Linked DNA regions of Gossypium hirsutum: region 2 is linked to region 1. Evidence: chromatin contacts called from public Hi-C data. All regions are on one chromosome and are shown on one strand. Each heading gives the region's core, a stretch centred on a gene start, on an enhancer-like site or on the middle of the called end of the contact. The rest is flanking DNA. Distances are from core to core; before and after follow the strand shown. Region 1 holds the start of LOC107900987 (AT-rich interactive domain-containing protein 4). Region 2 holds the start of LOC107900981 (copper-transporting ATPase PAA2, chloroplastic).

Region 1 (3,629 bases), core at 466-2,965:
GAAATTTATCAAATATATATAACAAGTTTCCATTTGTTCACTTTATGATCATGATCAATAACTTTACCTTGGAATGAAGTGCCTCAGCCAATTTGTCACCGTTGGGAGTCTCTAAATAAACCTGCACAAACATTTGAGAATAAATCAACCAAACATAATAAACTTCAAATGAGCACTGAAAGTCTGAAACCAGCAAAACTAGTAAAAGGAAGTATAAAACAAAAGGAAACATGCATGAAACAATCCCATCGTATAATTTCAGGGAGAATGGGATCAAACTATAAACATTATTAAACAAGTACTACAAGAAAATCATGTCTCACTAACAGTGGTGGGCAATGTGGAACCAAAAAGTCCGTATAAAGCTTCTGGAGTGGACAAGTGAACATCTCCACAAACCAGATAACCAATTTCTTCACTATCAGCATTCTGCTCTCCTTGTAAGTAAACAACATTTGGCTCAGACGATTCAAGAACTCGTCGAACCTCATCGATGCTAGGATTGTTCAGAAGCTGAACCTGCATTTAAATAAGTAAAAGTGCAACTTTATAAGAAGTTCTGCTAAAATGTCAACAGTTAAAAAAGGTTAAAAACTATTAACACGATTTATATACCTCCAAGCGACCTGAAGAAGCAATCTCTGGAAAAAGGTATCTGGACTTATCATTAGAAACTGGCTGCTTCTGTTTATTATCAGAAACTTCACCACCACAAAGAATAGCAAGGAGATTGCAATGGTTCCTTGAAGACCTTTGAGCACTAAACATCATTAAAACATGCCAGACTCAGCAAGACCCAAACTTGCCACTAAGTGCAAGGCACCAATGGCCCCTTTAAGAAATCCCAAAAACCTAAAACATTACTCTGAAATCAAATCAAAACCCTAAAAAGCCAACTGCAAATCTTATTACTCGAAACCTCTGATTTTCCAAAATTCTATCACAGAGCAAAAAGGAACTTCACTTTGTATTTGAGACACTTGAAAATCCCTAAAAACCAAAGGTGGAGAGTTCAAAATCTGAAGAAAACCCACCGACCCAGATGAAATAAACAAGGGAATCGAGAACCCGAATGTACAAAATTACCAAACCAGACGAAGATACCGAGAAAATTTCTCAGGAAGCAAATCCTTCCAAAACAAAAATCGGAAAGTAAAAAAAGAACCCTAAGTTTTAAGAAGAGTCAGTCTCCCAAATAATAAAGAAATCTCAAATAAATAAAAAACCCGAAATGACACATCTTTATTCCTTCTTTCACTAACAATCCCCCACTAGCACCGCCTTTGACAAAAAAAATTAAAATCAAAAACAAAAAAAAAACCCAAAATCAAAATCAAAATTCGATTAAAATCAAAGTAAATTAATTAAAAATAAAAAAAAGCCCAGCCAGAGCCTCCCTTTTTTTCTCTTTGTTGTCAGTATGTATTTTTAATAACTACAGTTTCCCAAGTCAAAAAGAGTGAATTTGATGAACCGTTTGATCAGGAAATCCACAAAAAAGGAAAAAGAAATGCCCATTTCTTAATTGACTTTTTAATAATTTGTTTCTTTCAAGTTACCGTGCTTCAAAAGATATCATAACTAATGCATTATACTCGTTCGCAAACTTTGAGGAGGTGAAAAGTTTCTGTATCTGCTTTTTTGTGTTCTTGAATACTATACTTCAAAGTCCAATACAACCGGAAAACGTTCATTAATGAAGGGTATTTCTAATTTCTTTTCTTTCTTTTTTTTGTTTGGACAAAGATTTAGAATGGTTGGTTTGGTTCTGTTCTCATTGTCCAAGCGATCATGACGGTGATCATCATGGGTAAATTTGTGTTGGGATTGAATGATATTATTTACTGAGACTTTAAAAGCCCCGAAAACAAAAATTCTTTTCAGGTAAATATGTTCTTCGTTCAGCACTCGAACTGCTCGCTTTGTACGAACTGGGACCCAGTTCCCTGGATTTGACTCCCCCACTTTCTTTTTCACTCTTCTTTTCACTTGGTTTTATTCTCAATTTCATCTTTTTATTCTATAAAAACTTAATAACTTATCTTTTATTACAATTTCATCCTTCAAAATTAAAGTGGCAATACTATTAAATTATTGATCTCAACATCAGTTGTTAAGTAAAAAAATTAGCAAAAACATAACCATAACAATAATTTATCACCGACTTTCTGATCCAATTAAAAATTTATTAAATTTTCAAAAAATTTAAAAATTCTGGTTCAATCGATTCTTAACCGATTCAACCGGTTTTTTATTTAATTTTTACCGATTTTCGGTCTAATCAATCCAAAGCCACTTTTCAGGTCGGTCTCTCAACCAGCTGGTTCTGCTCGATTCAAACAACACTACAATTTATATGTAAAAAATTAACAAAAATCAACAGTAATCAAATTAACTCCTTGGTTTTTATGAGGTATATAAATTACAAGGACAAAACTTTGACAAATTAAAATATAAAGATTAATTTTTGGGGATGAAATTCATAATCAAAATCTTAATTTCTACAACAAACTACTTGCCTTTATAATTCTTGGATTATGTTTTACTGAGGATTAATTGTATCATACAGTTTTAAATTATAGGTTAATTCTAATTTGGCTTTTTAATTTTAAAATATTTTAATTGAATTTTTAAAGTATTAGTATTGTATCAATTAGGTTTTTTTGTTCATCAAGTCATTAACTTGGGCATTAAATGCTGGATCAAATTTAATATGAAGGATATTTAAACACAACGATCCCAAAATTTGTGTACCTACTACATGAATAATTTGAATCTATTGCATAAAAATAAAAAATAAAAACAACCTTCCTAAATTTTATTAATGTTGTCTGTTCTTTTTAGCGCTTTAGGTTCAAACTATCAACACAATATATACACGCATGTATAATTTGATTCACATGTTTTAAATATATTTTATGTCAATTTCAAACAATCATTTACAGACTAAATTGATTATTAGTATTTTAAGAATTCAATTACAATATTTTAAAATCCAAGAACTAATTTAAAATCTAAATGATAGTTTGGAGATGTTTAGCAAAACTAACCCTTTCTCTTAGCAAGTTTTTTCCATGAACAGAATTTCACTAATCACGGAAAGATTACATGTTAATGAATTATCTTTTAGTATTTCTATTATACGTGTGCATTTGAATATAACATATAATAAATAATTAAAATGTAAAATTTAAAATTAATTAATAATAGCACATATAATATGTACAGTATTAAGTTGGTTTTGAGCTGACTTGTAACACTGAAATAATAATAGTAGTCATTTAATAAAATGGTATATTAGTCATTTCCTTACTGAGTCGATACCTGGTTTACCTATGACATCATCTCAGTCAGTCAGGGGTTTCATTAATAGTATAGAAAGACATTTTATGTTAAAAGTTACTTGTTTTAAGTTTATTTAAGAATTATTGCTGGTGTAGTGATAAAAAATTTGTTTATAAATCCAATAAACACAAGTTCAACACGTAAATTTTAGTTTTTTATTTAAAAATATGAAAAGATAAGAAGGTCGTCAAAATAATAATAGTCATTTAATAAAAAGATATATTAGTAATTTCCCAACCGAGTTGGTATCAATTAATCCATGACACCAACTCAATTAAGGGTTT
Region 2 (3,629 bases), core at 685-3,184, 280 kb before region 1:
TAATTTTAGTTTAATTCAATCACTTCAATTTATCGGTAAAATAATAGAAAGACGGAAATTACTAGTACTTTTAGTCCTCGTGGGAACGATATCTTTGCTCACCTTAGCTATACTATTTGTCGATAGATGCACTTGTCTTTGTTGTATTTTTAGTTGGTTTCGTGGACATCAAGTTAATAGGGTAACTAATTATCCAATTCATCATTTCATTACATAACGTAACATGATTCAATCCAATTCAAGGCCAATTTCATATTTTCATCAAGTTACACTAGTTTTAGTTCTATTCAATTTAGTCCTCTATTTCAACAAGTAATCTCAATCATAATAATTCAAATCAAATAATCATTTTCAACTCACCTCAATATCATACTATGCAAAACAATATAAATATGAAACAATTATAATGATTCAAATTATATAAATACAAACTGAAGACTCAAGTTACTCGGCGTTGGCTCTCGTCTTTCCTTTCCCTTTTGATGGCCTTGCGTCGTCTTTAGCTACAAATAATAATCCAACAATACACAACATCAAATTCCAATTCAAATCACAACCAATTACAAAGTCACACATATTTTGCAATTTATTCAATTTAGTCTCTAAACCCGAGACAAGCATAACTTTCAATCTAAACCCTCAAATTAAAATTCGATTTCACCTATTTTCATTAAGGACCTTCTATTTCCTATTCCTACCAAGATTTCATAATAGTTTTTTATTTTATTCAATTTGATCCCTATTGTACGAAACTATCAATTGAACTTTACAATTTAGTCTTTTTTTTAAACTAAGCTTAATTTCTATCAAATTCACATCAATTTCATCAAGTTCTCAACTATGAAAACTTTCTAAAACTTTAACAGTTTCACAATTTAATAAATGTGTTAGCCAATTCAAGCTCCTATGACCTCAAATCTATAAAAATTAATGAAAAATGACTAGGGACTTATTTAGCCAAAAGCTTCAAAGTTAGCAAAAATGGTGTTTTCCTTTTATGTTTCTTTTTTTGTTGAGATGAAGAAGATGAAACTCTCTTCTCTCTTTCCGCTAATTGCATTTTATACTATGGTTTTATTTTAATTAAACTAGTTTAATTAAATTAACCTTAATTATTTAAGCTTAATAACTAATTAAATTAAGTAAATGACACCATCCATCACCACCCACTAACATATATTTAAAATCGGTCTGTTTTCTATTATATTCCTTTGGTTAGTTGTAATTTAAGTCCTCAAGCCTTATTCTAATTAAAAATCTATAGTAATTAAACTTTTATAATTTAGTCCCTAAGCCTTAATTAATCACAATTTTGATTAAATCACTTAACCAAATTTCAATTAATCAATACAATAACTTCGTAAATATCTCTATTAAATATTACGGATTTGGATTACGAAAATGAAATTCTGAAACTACATTTTCTGATACTATTAAAAACCGGGTCGTTACATTTCAAACTAACTTTTAGACCCAACCTCAAAAGCTAAAAAATAAAGCTTTTTGCTTTTGACTTTTGACTTTTGAATGTAAAATTGTCAAAATATCCTCATTTATTTCATCAATCAAATATATTTTTAAGCTTTAACTTAGCATTTTGCAATGAGCATGTAAATTAATAAAAAAATTAATTTTCTCTAATATTGTTTATATATTTAAATTAAAGTTTACAAATAATTTATATTAATTTCTTTAAAGCCATTTAAATTTTATATTTCATATATTAACATATTAAATTATTTAAATATTATTTCACTTATTTTTTACTTACCAATATCGTATTTAATATATATATTTAATAACAGTGAACAACATTTTTTTAACAATGGTAACCTAGCCCCAAGTGTAATGGATTAAAACGCAGCGTTTTGGAATTTTAAGTAAATTGAATATCTCAATTGCTGTTGTCGAATTTCGACCACAAGGTTAGGTGAAGTTCAGTTCGATAATACCATACAAAAAAACGTGCGGATACAGTTTCAAGATTACATGGCGGATTATAATTGGATAATGTTCTAAAAGGAAAAAGGAAATTACGGTTCTCTGCGTTTCAACTTTCAACAAGGATCAACATCATTGTCTTCAAATCTTTCTCAGTGCATTTCTTTGGTCATCTTTTTTTTTTAAAAAAAAATCCTTATGCGAGCAAACAATGGCAATGGCGGGGGATCTGTTAAGACTCTCTGTATTAAATCGGCCAAAGCTCTCTTTCAGTAATGGCGCGAAACTCAAAGCTGACCGCTTTGGCTTGCTAAAACGATGCCCTCGTGGTCGTTTCCATTGTCGGCCTCGGTCAACTCCTGGATTCGTCTTGTTCAGTTCACTGGAGACTAGATTAGAGTCGGAGGAATCGTCTATACTGCCGGTAGGACAGAAGCTTAAAGACCCGTCGGTTCTCCTCGATGTCAACGGGATGATGTGCGGCGGATGCGTGTCCCGAGTCAAATCGGTTATCTCTTCCGACGAGCGAGTCGAATCAGTAGTAGTCAACTTGTTGACCGAGACGGCGGCGATCAAGTTGAAGCGGGAGGTGATGGAGAGGGAAACCGTGGAGAGTGTTGCGGAGAGTATAGCTCAGAGGGTGAGCGAGTGCGGGTTCATGGCTAAGAGGAGGGTTTCGGGGATTGGAATCGCGGAGAACATGAGGAAGTGGAAGGAAATGTTGAAGAAGAAAGAGGAATTGTTGGTGAAGAGTAGGAATCGAGTGGCTTTTGCTTGGACTTTGGTGGCGCTTTGTTGTGGAGCTCATGCTTCACATATTTTGCACTCCCTAGGGATTCATTTCGGCCATGGTAATTTAATTTAATGCAATTCAATTTCTTATTTAAATTTGATATGTGATAATGACGCCTATGGTTTAATTATGTTTGATTCAGGATCGTTTCTGGAGGTCCTTCATAATTCTTATGTCAAAGGAGGATTGGCTTTAACGGCTTTGTTGGGTCCAGGAAGAGGTTTGTTGTTTTATCCCTTATTTTCACATGCATTAACATTTAGGCGGCATGTAAGAAATTCTATGTTTGGATATATGGATTAGAAAATTTTGGATTTATATTTGGTTTGTTGTATTAGTTGTCAGAATGAATTGCATACTATAAATTAGTTAATATTTAATATGATATGTATTTGAAATGTATAGAAACTTGCATGTCAAATTCACAAATGCCTTTAGGAATTTCAAATTCACCGTGAAAAAGACCTCCACAAATTCATGAATTTGAAAAATAATCATAATATCTATCTATAGTATATATAAAGTGGCTGATTGAGTTGGTGTCAGGCTGTGAGTTACTAAAATACCTTTACTTCAAAGGGTAATTAGTATTACTTTAAAAATATTTTCATCTTTTCATACTTTAATATAAAATTCAAATAAAAATTATTTGCAAATTGACCACAAGACCTACAAATTCATATAAAAGACCCTTGTCACTCCACTGATAATAATTTATTGATATATTTTATAAATAATTTTTTAATATAAAATCGTGGGTGTAATAATATTAGTTATATTTATATGTGTTTTATCACACAATTTAAACTATTTTGATAGCTAATTTTCCAAACAAAACCCATATTTAAGGAAGATATTCCTTGGTCTTAAGGCAGTTACTAGCAAAACTCTTTCT

The links. A called contact is a pair of places that touch in the nucleus more often than the background predicts.
Region 2: a Hi-C map of leaf shows a contact between it and region 1, with 3 times the contacts expected there. The contact joins the promoter of LOC107900981 here to the promoter of LOC107900987 in region 1. A contact is called at or near these places in 5 of 34 Hi-C or Micro-C datasets (hypocotyl, leaf and petal).

What each region holds. Positions count from the first base shown.
Region 1 is chrD06:16,934,035-16,937,663 of Gossypium_hirsutum_v2.1, reverse strand. LOC107900987 (AT-rich interactive domain-containing protein 4) reads right to left here and starts at 1,715. Exons shown (of 15, transcript XM_016826799.2): 1 at 616-1,715; 2 at 328-519; 3 at 68-121. The coding sequence starts at 771.
Region 2 is chrD06:17,213,383-17,217,011 of Gossypium_hirsutum_v2.1, reverse strand. It overlaps LOC107900981 (copper-transporting ATPase PAA2, chloroplastic), which reads left to right and starts at 1,934. Exons shown (of 18, transcript XM_016826787.2): 1 at 1,934-2,792; 2 at 2,877-2,954. The coding sequence starts at 2,153.